Linked DNA regions of Hordeum vulgare: region 2 is linked to region 1. The links are chromatin contacts, called in public Hi-C maps. All regions are on one chromosome and are shown on one strand. Each heading gives the region's core, a stretch centred on a gene start, on an enhancer-like site or on the middle of the called end of the contact. The rest is flanking DNA. Distances are from core to core; before and after follow the strand shown.

Region 1 (3,507 bases), core at 777-3,276:
AGGGGAACGCGTACACGGGTCAGCCTAGCCCGATTCGACGACGGCGCCAGATCTGGCGAGGAGAGGGGAGGAGGAGGGGGGCGGGGGGGTACCGGTAGGGGAAGTCGCCGGTGGGGCCGGTGAAGCCGCGGAGGAACTCCTTGAACTTGCGGAGGGCGGAGTGGCGGGTGATGTCGGCGGCGGCGGGGTCGCCCTGCGGGAACTGCGCCTGGTCGCTGTAGAAGACGGCGCCCTCGTCCCAGCCCGACATGGCGGCGGCGGCGGCGAGGAGGAGGACGCGCGGGCGCGGGGGGCGGGGTGCGGACGCGGAGCGGGGAGGAGGACGGGAGGGGTGACGGCGATGGGGGGTGGGGGTGGGGATGGGTGGGGTGGCGCGAAGAGGGTAATAGAGAGGATGGTTTGGCGGGAAAGCGGTGCGCGTTTTGGCGGGAGGAGGCTGTTGTGGTGAGCTCCGGCGCCCGTCTAGGGTTTGGTTCTGGGCGCGGCGAGGGCGGGGCCGTTTGCTGGGCTACTTGTGTGCGGGCTTGGGCCTGGAGTGATAGTGGGTTGTTTAGCGCGTCCTAAGTATTTTCTTGTTCATCTAAAAAAAAACTTTTTTGCCTGAAAATACTATTTGATTTTTTTTCTTGTACAAAAAATTTCTTGGAATATTTTTTTCTCAATAATATTACTTTATGAATTTTTTTTGTTTCCTCTTTACGCACGGATGACCTGAGTTCCATTTCATTGCTTTTCACAAAAAATAATATAGCATTTTCCAACTTAAAAGTTTTGGTCATTTTCCTAGAAGATTGTAGAGTAAGTTCAGACACCGCATTGTTACAGCTACAAAATAATACTATAATCGACAAGAATTGTGTAGCTTCGAACAGGAGGCTTGCTACTTACGAAAATTTAACATCTACTCCCTCCGTTACTAAATATAAGTCTTTTAAAAAATTTCACTAGGTGTCTACATACAGAGCAAAATGAATGAATCTACACTGTAAAGTATGTCTCTATACATCCGTATGTAATTTATTGTGGAACCTCTAAAAAACTTATATTTAGGAACAGAGGGAGTAACCAGCATGTTCATTTTACCTTTGCTTTCACTTAATTAATACTTCCTTCGTTTTTAAATACAAATAATATAGAGGCTTCGGTAGCAAACTATATATGGATGCATATAGACATATTTTAAAATATAAATTCACTCATTTTACTTCGTGTGTAGTTCTAGTGAAATCTCTATAATAACTTACATTAAGAAACGAAGAAAGTTTATTGAAATAATGATGCGAGGGGTGGCGGCAGAGAAAACAGTAAGAGAGGAGTTAGAAGTAACTGAGGAAAGAGGAGGAGGAGAACACGAAACCGATGATAATGTATGAGTTGAAATAAACCTTTTCACGTGATCATATCATGTACACTACTCTATTAAAACAACGATACATTTTCAATGTTGGTTAGTTCTAAGAATTGGATTACAAATGGTTGCTCGTCCAGTCGTCCTCAAAGTAACCGGCAAAAGGCAAATTGATTTTCTCTTGTCGAGATTTCAAAGACCAGTGTGTCATACTGTTTTCTCAGTTTTAAAATATCAAGTTGCGCCAGAGCAGGTAGTTCTTTAACGATTAGCACTATCTTTTGACAAACAGAAAAGATCGACAAGCAATTTTCTTTTCGAACTCAACCCACGAAATACCGTGGGTGTAAACCGCGGTTTTGAGAAACTCAGAACCTGGGTTTTTATTTACGAAGCGGAGTGGCTCAGAATCAGACGGCCGGGGCTTAACCCGATTAGCACTATCTTTTGACAAACAGAAAAGATCGACAAGCAATTTTCTTTTCGAACTCAACCCACGAAATACCGTGGGTGTAAACCGCGGTTTTGAGAAACTCAGAACCTGGGTTTTTATTTACGAAGCGGAGTGGCTCAGAATCAGACGGCCGGGGCTTAACCACGTCTCCCTCCCCCGTTCGAATCCTCCGGCTGTAAAAGTCGACAGCATAAATCCATCCGTCCAACAGAGACCCTCGGCGGTTCGGACGGAGACTCCAAGGCCATCGCCATCCACCCGCTCCGCTCTGATCCCAGATCACCCTCGCCCCCTCCTGCTCCGAACGCTGCACCTCTCGCCCCAGCGGATGGCCTCCGCCCTCTCCGCGCCGGCGGCCTCCGCGGTCGCCGCCGCCGCCGCCGCCCGGCGCAAGGCACGGGCCCGCTTCTCCACACCTGCCCGTCGGCGTCTGTTTCTGGCAGTGGATTCTGAGGCTGTTTTCTGTCTGTTTTGTCGTGGGCGCAGGTGTTCGGCGGAGGAAGGAACGACGGGAGGGCCGGGTGCCGCGTAGGGATCGCGAGGAAGGTGAATGATCCGACCCTGTGTCCCCGCTCGCTCCGGCTTACTTAGATCCCGCATTTGATCTGTGAATGGAGCCGGTTCTGTAACGCGGCTGTGCCAGATGCTTCCGGGCCCTGTCATAGGTGTTCAGGTGTGCACGACTCAAATAGGAGCCCGCTTCCTGGACTGCCGATCCAGGGCTGCTAGTGGTTTAGTGTTATCGCGTACAGTAATGTTCAGAATCGACTAAGCGAGCTCCCTGTTCTTTCTAAAATAAAAAATTCAACTAAGCGAGTACTCCTATGCCAGTACAAGCCTTTAGAACAGCAGCTGTTCATGGAGTAACATGCTTTGGACTGTTGGTGTCCCTCCTGGGATTCAGCCTCCACGAAGCTCTGATGTATGCACGTTTTCTGTTATATTTCTTGTGTGGCCTCGTAACTTGCTTCCTGGACTGGCAATTCAGGACTGCTGGTGGTTTGCTTGCGGTGTTCTCGATTCAGGACTTTGATTTTTCCAAATTCAACTTTTCATGACTGAATCTTATCTAGGCTGCTGGTGTCTCCTGGGGTTCAGACTTAGCATGACTCTGATACGCACCTTTCCTAATTCAACTTTTCAGTGACCTTTCAGCTCTGCTACTCAGGACCGAGTACTAAGTAGAAATAATAATAATAATAAGGAACACTCTTAAGGATTTGAAGGATCAAGTGTCCTTTATGAATAACTTCTGTTCATCATAAATCATAAAGTATGCTGACTTCTTTTGAGAACAAGCAGTCTAGAGTTGCTCGTTTAGTTCTGCACAGCTATAAGAGCATGGTTAATAGAAGAGCCTTCTGTTGGCTATATAGCTGTGCCATGTCATCTAAAGCCTTTTGTAAATAGTTGGCTTAATAATAGACTGGCTATAGAATGGTTATTATCTTGGCTATAGCATTAAATGATTTACTATTGGGGATGCAGAAAAACGCACGGGATTGGTGTAGGGAGTAAAACGCCGCCTACAAGCTCACTCACGGGTTGCATGCAGGCTTTATGCTCTCGTTTACCGTGATATAGCCGGGATGTACATCTAGTGCTGGCTCAAGTCTCTCTCTTCACGTATCACTTCTCCACGTACGACTTCGCTGACATGGAACATGCTACAGCCGGCTGACTAGGTGTTATTGTACTTGCTCTA
Region 2 (3,560 bases), core at 875-3,374, 320 kb after region 1:
AGTACTACTGCTAGCCTGTTAGCGTCTTCTTGTTGTTTGCTGACTTGTGCTGCTACTAGCCCCTACTATGCTGTCAACTTGTGATGTGAGCTGAGAACTATCTATTTCTATTCCTGAACTTTGTCATAATTATTATCAGATTATCTCTTGTGCGGTTATGCCTTTGTGGGTTGTGAGCTGTGACATGGATTGTTTGTTTACTTGTGAGTTATGCTGTGAACCTGATCTGAAAGCTGAGAACTACCTGTTTGATAAATTGTGAGCTATGTCTAATTTAGAGCACACATTGATGCATCTGTTTACAATGTGCAGGTTTATGGACTTCCAGATTGGCTGCAACATCATCAGAATATAAAGGAGACCCCTTATGTTGTTGCTTATGTACCCTAGGATTGCATATTTACACATTCAGTAGCCTAACTGCCTATAAGTATATATAGATATGGCCCTAGTTCCCCCTAACCGATAAATGGGTTACCGGTATATTCAGTTAAATGGCCACTTCGTCAATTTATCCATTCTCAGCCCCTGACCGATATGTTACCAGTTACCGATAACCTGAACATTGGTTTCTATGCACCACATAGTTTCCCATAATAGAAAAATAAGCAATGAGATCATCCTGAGCAGGCAAAGTGTCCTGAAAAGGTAGAGAGCCTCCTCAACAGGTGAAAATTTGAGGCATACATAGTAAGCTAAGTCGTAACTCACCATAGTGCCTTCCAAAAGCAAGCGTTAAGGTGACATCTTGAATAAGATCACGACCTCCAACAGTAACACTGAAGTTCTCCATATGGATATCCCTAATGGTTGTGCCACCCACATTACTGTGATTTACATAAACTGGAGGCATTCCAGCCCTGAGCGCCTCCATTTCGGCAACATGCATTTGGTACTGGGCCTGCACCAACAAGCAACACGGTGTACCATATAAATCAGGTTTAATGAGGAGTTAAGGCATTTTCAAATTGCATATAAGGTTCTGTCAAAGTGGGGAAACATGGTAAGCACTGCATTTCTACTGAAATTCCTATTGAACAAATCAATGACATGGAGATTTGTCATCTGGCAATCTATGAGCGAGCAGCTCACCTCTCTTTGCCTGTCTTCTTTTCTCTTGTTCCGTTCGAGCTTGGCCTTGTCACGCGAGGACAGCAAGGGCGCATCGAAGATATTCTCTGGCTTCTTCGGAGCGACCTGCTCCTCCATGCCCGCGTTCATGCGCAGAGGCGTGGCCAGGCTCCGCACGGCTGCCTTAGGTTTGACGATGCCATGGCTCCCCAACTTCTCACAAAGCTTAGTGCAGACCTATATCGACAAGGAACCCAAATATAAAGCATCAGTGTCATGTTGGATCAAATCAAACTATTCATCTACTTCTCCACACCAGAATCCATTATGTGCATACACGGGGTCGTAAAGGTCAGTGACTACTACTCCGAATGCATACACAGGAGTAACAGCTAAAAGCCATTACAGAACACATCAGGGGATGGTTGAGCTAGACTGCATCCCAAGACCGAATGATTTTACTGTGACTGAGCGCGAATTAAGCTAGGTTTTCTGGCCATCCAAGACTGGAAACGGATGGCATAGCCAGCATACCCCGAATCTAACCTAGAACCGAAACCTAGGGCCATAGAATCGACGCTCTATCGAATCAACCCAGATTGGGGAACCGAAATGGCGACCGGATGGATTGGGCGGGGGCGGGGGTGGGGGGAGACCTCGAGGCAGTGCTCGCGGTCGTAGACGCAGCGGGCGTCGATGAGGAGGTCGCCGAGGGCGTCGAAGATGCCGTGGCCGTCGGGGGGGCCGAAGTCGAAGTCCTGGTCGGCGAGGACGTTGGCGATGTAGGAGACGATGGGCTCGTCCACCTCGTCGACGACGGAGTCGCCCAGCACCTCCCGCACCACCCCCATGCTCGTCTCCACGAGCGCCGCCATCGCGTGCACGTCGAGCGGCGGCGGCGGCGAGGCAAACCCTACTCGCTCGGCTCGGGTCGGTCGGAGCGGCGGGTGAGACGGTGGTGCGAGCTCGCGGGCTGGCGGCTGGGTTCAGCCGAAGGCAGCTCGTCCAATGGATGGGCTGGCGGTTGACGGATGGGTTTAGACGGTGGTGCGGGCCTTCGGGTTTGTGGATCGTGAGGATTTCGCCTATGGAGGCCCGTCGCAAGGTCCCTATCAGACACAAAAACACAGTACCTAAAAAAAACGTAAAAACTACAAAATCACTAATTAAGGGATACCCTTTCAAAGACCACTTCCAATACAGGTTGTGAGTAATGGGTTAATGGCACACTGCATGTGCGCCAACTCAACCTAAAAGTTTTCTATTTCTTTGTAGATTCATTTATTCAAATGGTTTATCTCTTAAACCATGCGTTTAAATTGTAAACCGTTTTTATCATTGAATTTCTCACTTTGAGATCTTTGAAACTAGATCCATGTAAATAGATTTATGTGAACTTATTTTTCACGGAAAAAACAGGAAAATTGAAAAAAAGAAAAAATCGAGCCTTAGGCACAGCTTTTCTCACTTTTTTCCCTTTTTCGTGTCTCTCATGAAAGCAAATCCATGTCTTCACGGTAACCAAACTTGCGGCTCTCACTGAAGAAGAAGAAAAAATGCATTTTTCCTGTTTTTGATAGATACAGTTGTGCCTCTCGCGGAAGTAAAATCTGTCTTCACAATAAGCAAATATATGTCTCTCAAGGAAGCAAATATGATCAATAGAAGCAAATCTTTGTCTCTCGTGAAAGAAAAAAAATCGTTTTTGAAAAAAAAAACGTCCAAAACCTAATGAAAACGGGCAAAAACCGAAAAGCGGAGAAAACATATGAAAATAAATTATCTAAAAGCTGAAGTACATGTACAGGAAAAAAACACATGGCGATCTTAGTCCATCCAAAGTGACCCTCAAGGGCAAGGGGTACCCCTCAAGGACATACCTGGCCCGGGCACGATTAGTCCGTACCGGGCCCGGTCCGTGTTGAACATATGAAGTTTGTTTCCTTTGGCGGCATTTGGTGTGGCCCACTAAAAAATATCATTTTGTAATGAATCTCATATGTATGTTTTTTAAACCTCGTCGGAAGAGGATTCATGAGAATAAATGTCAAATCCCGTCATTCATTCTTTCCTTCACATTAAGATTTCTTGAGGAGTTGAATCAAATGAATTCTAAGTTGCCTCCCGTACGCTGATGCACATGATTCTACAGTCGGAAACTATTCATAAAGATAAATATTAATGGTGTGTTTGCAAGAATGGGAGGCAATGCATTGTTAGGATTTTTACCGAGATGCAAGTGACAATATTTTGTGTGCCTCAACAGATTTTTTGTTGGACCGCATGATCAATCGAACCTAGAAGCCTAGAACATATGCAGGGCCATTTCTTTTGGACAACTTAAAAAAATAAGTGCATCTTCCCAACTTAAAAAATAAGCCGCTTTCTAAGTTTGTTGAGGCTTATAATTTGGTATCCCATAACTTTTTTTTCGATAAGGGACGTTTTATTACTTAAAAGGCTTAAGCATTACACCCGGCCTCTGCATA

Evidence for each region. A called contact is a pair of places that touch in the nucleus more often than the background predicts.
Region 2: a Hi-C map of seedling shows a contact between it and region 1, with 4 times the contacts expected there. The contact joins the promoter of LOC123400977 here to the promoter of LOC123402558 in region 1. A contact is called at or near these places in 3 of 6 Hi-C or Micro-C datasets (leaf and seedling).

What each region holds. Positions count from the first base shown.
Region 1 is chr6H:540,848,909-540,852,415 of MorexV3_pseudomolecules_assembly, forward strand. LOC123402558 (aspartate aminotransferase, chloroplastic) reads left to right here and starts at 2,027. Exons shown (of 11, transcript XM_045096479.1): 1 at 2,027-2,196; 2 at 2,289-2,348. The coding sequence starts at 2,131. LOC123402556 (DNA replication licensing factor MCM5) reads right to left here and starts at 380. Exons shown (of 19, transcript XM_045096477.1): 1 at 93-380. The coding sequence starts at 250.
Region 2 is chr6H:541,171,334-541,174,893 of MorexV3_pseudomolecules_assembly, forward strand. It overlaps LOC123400977 (ABC transporter F family member 3), which reads right to left and starts at 2,125. Exons shown (of 18, transcript XM_045094692.1): 1 at 1,728-2,125; 2 at 1,093-1,308; 3 at 712-901. The coding sequence starts at 1,946.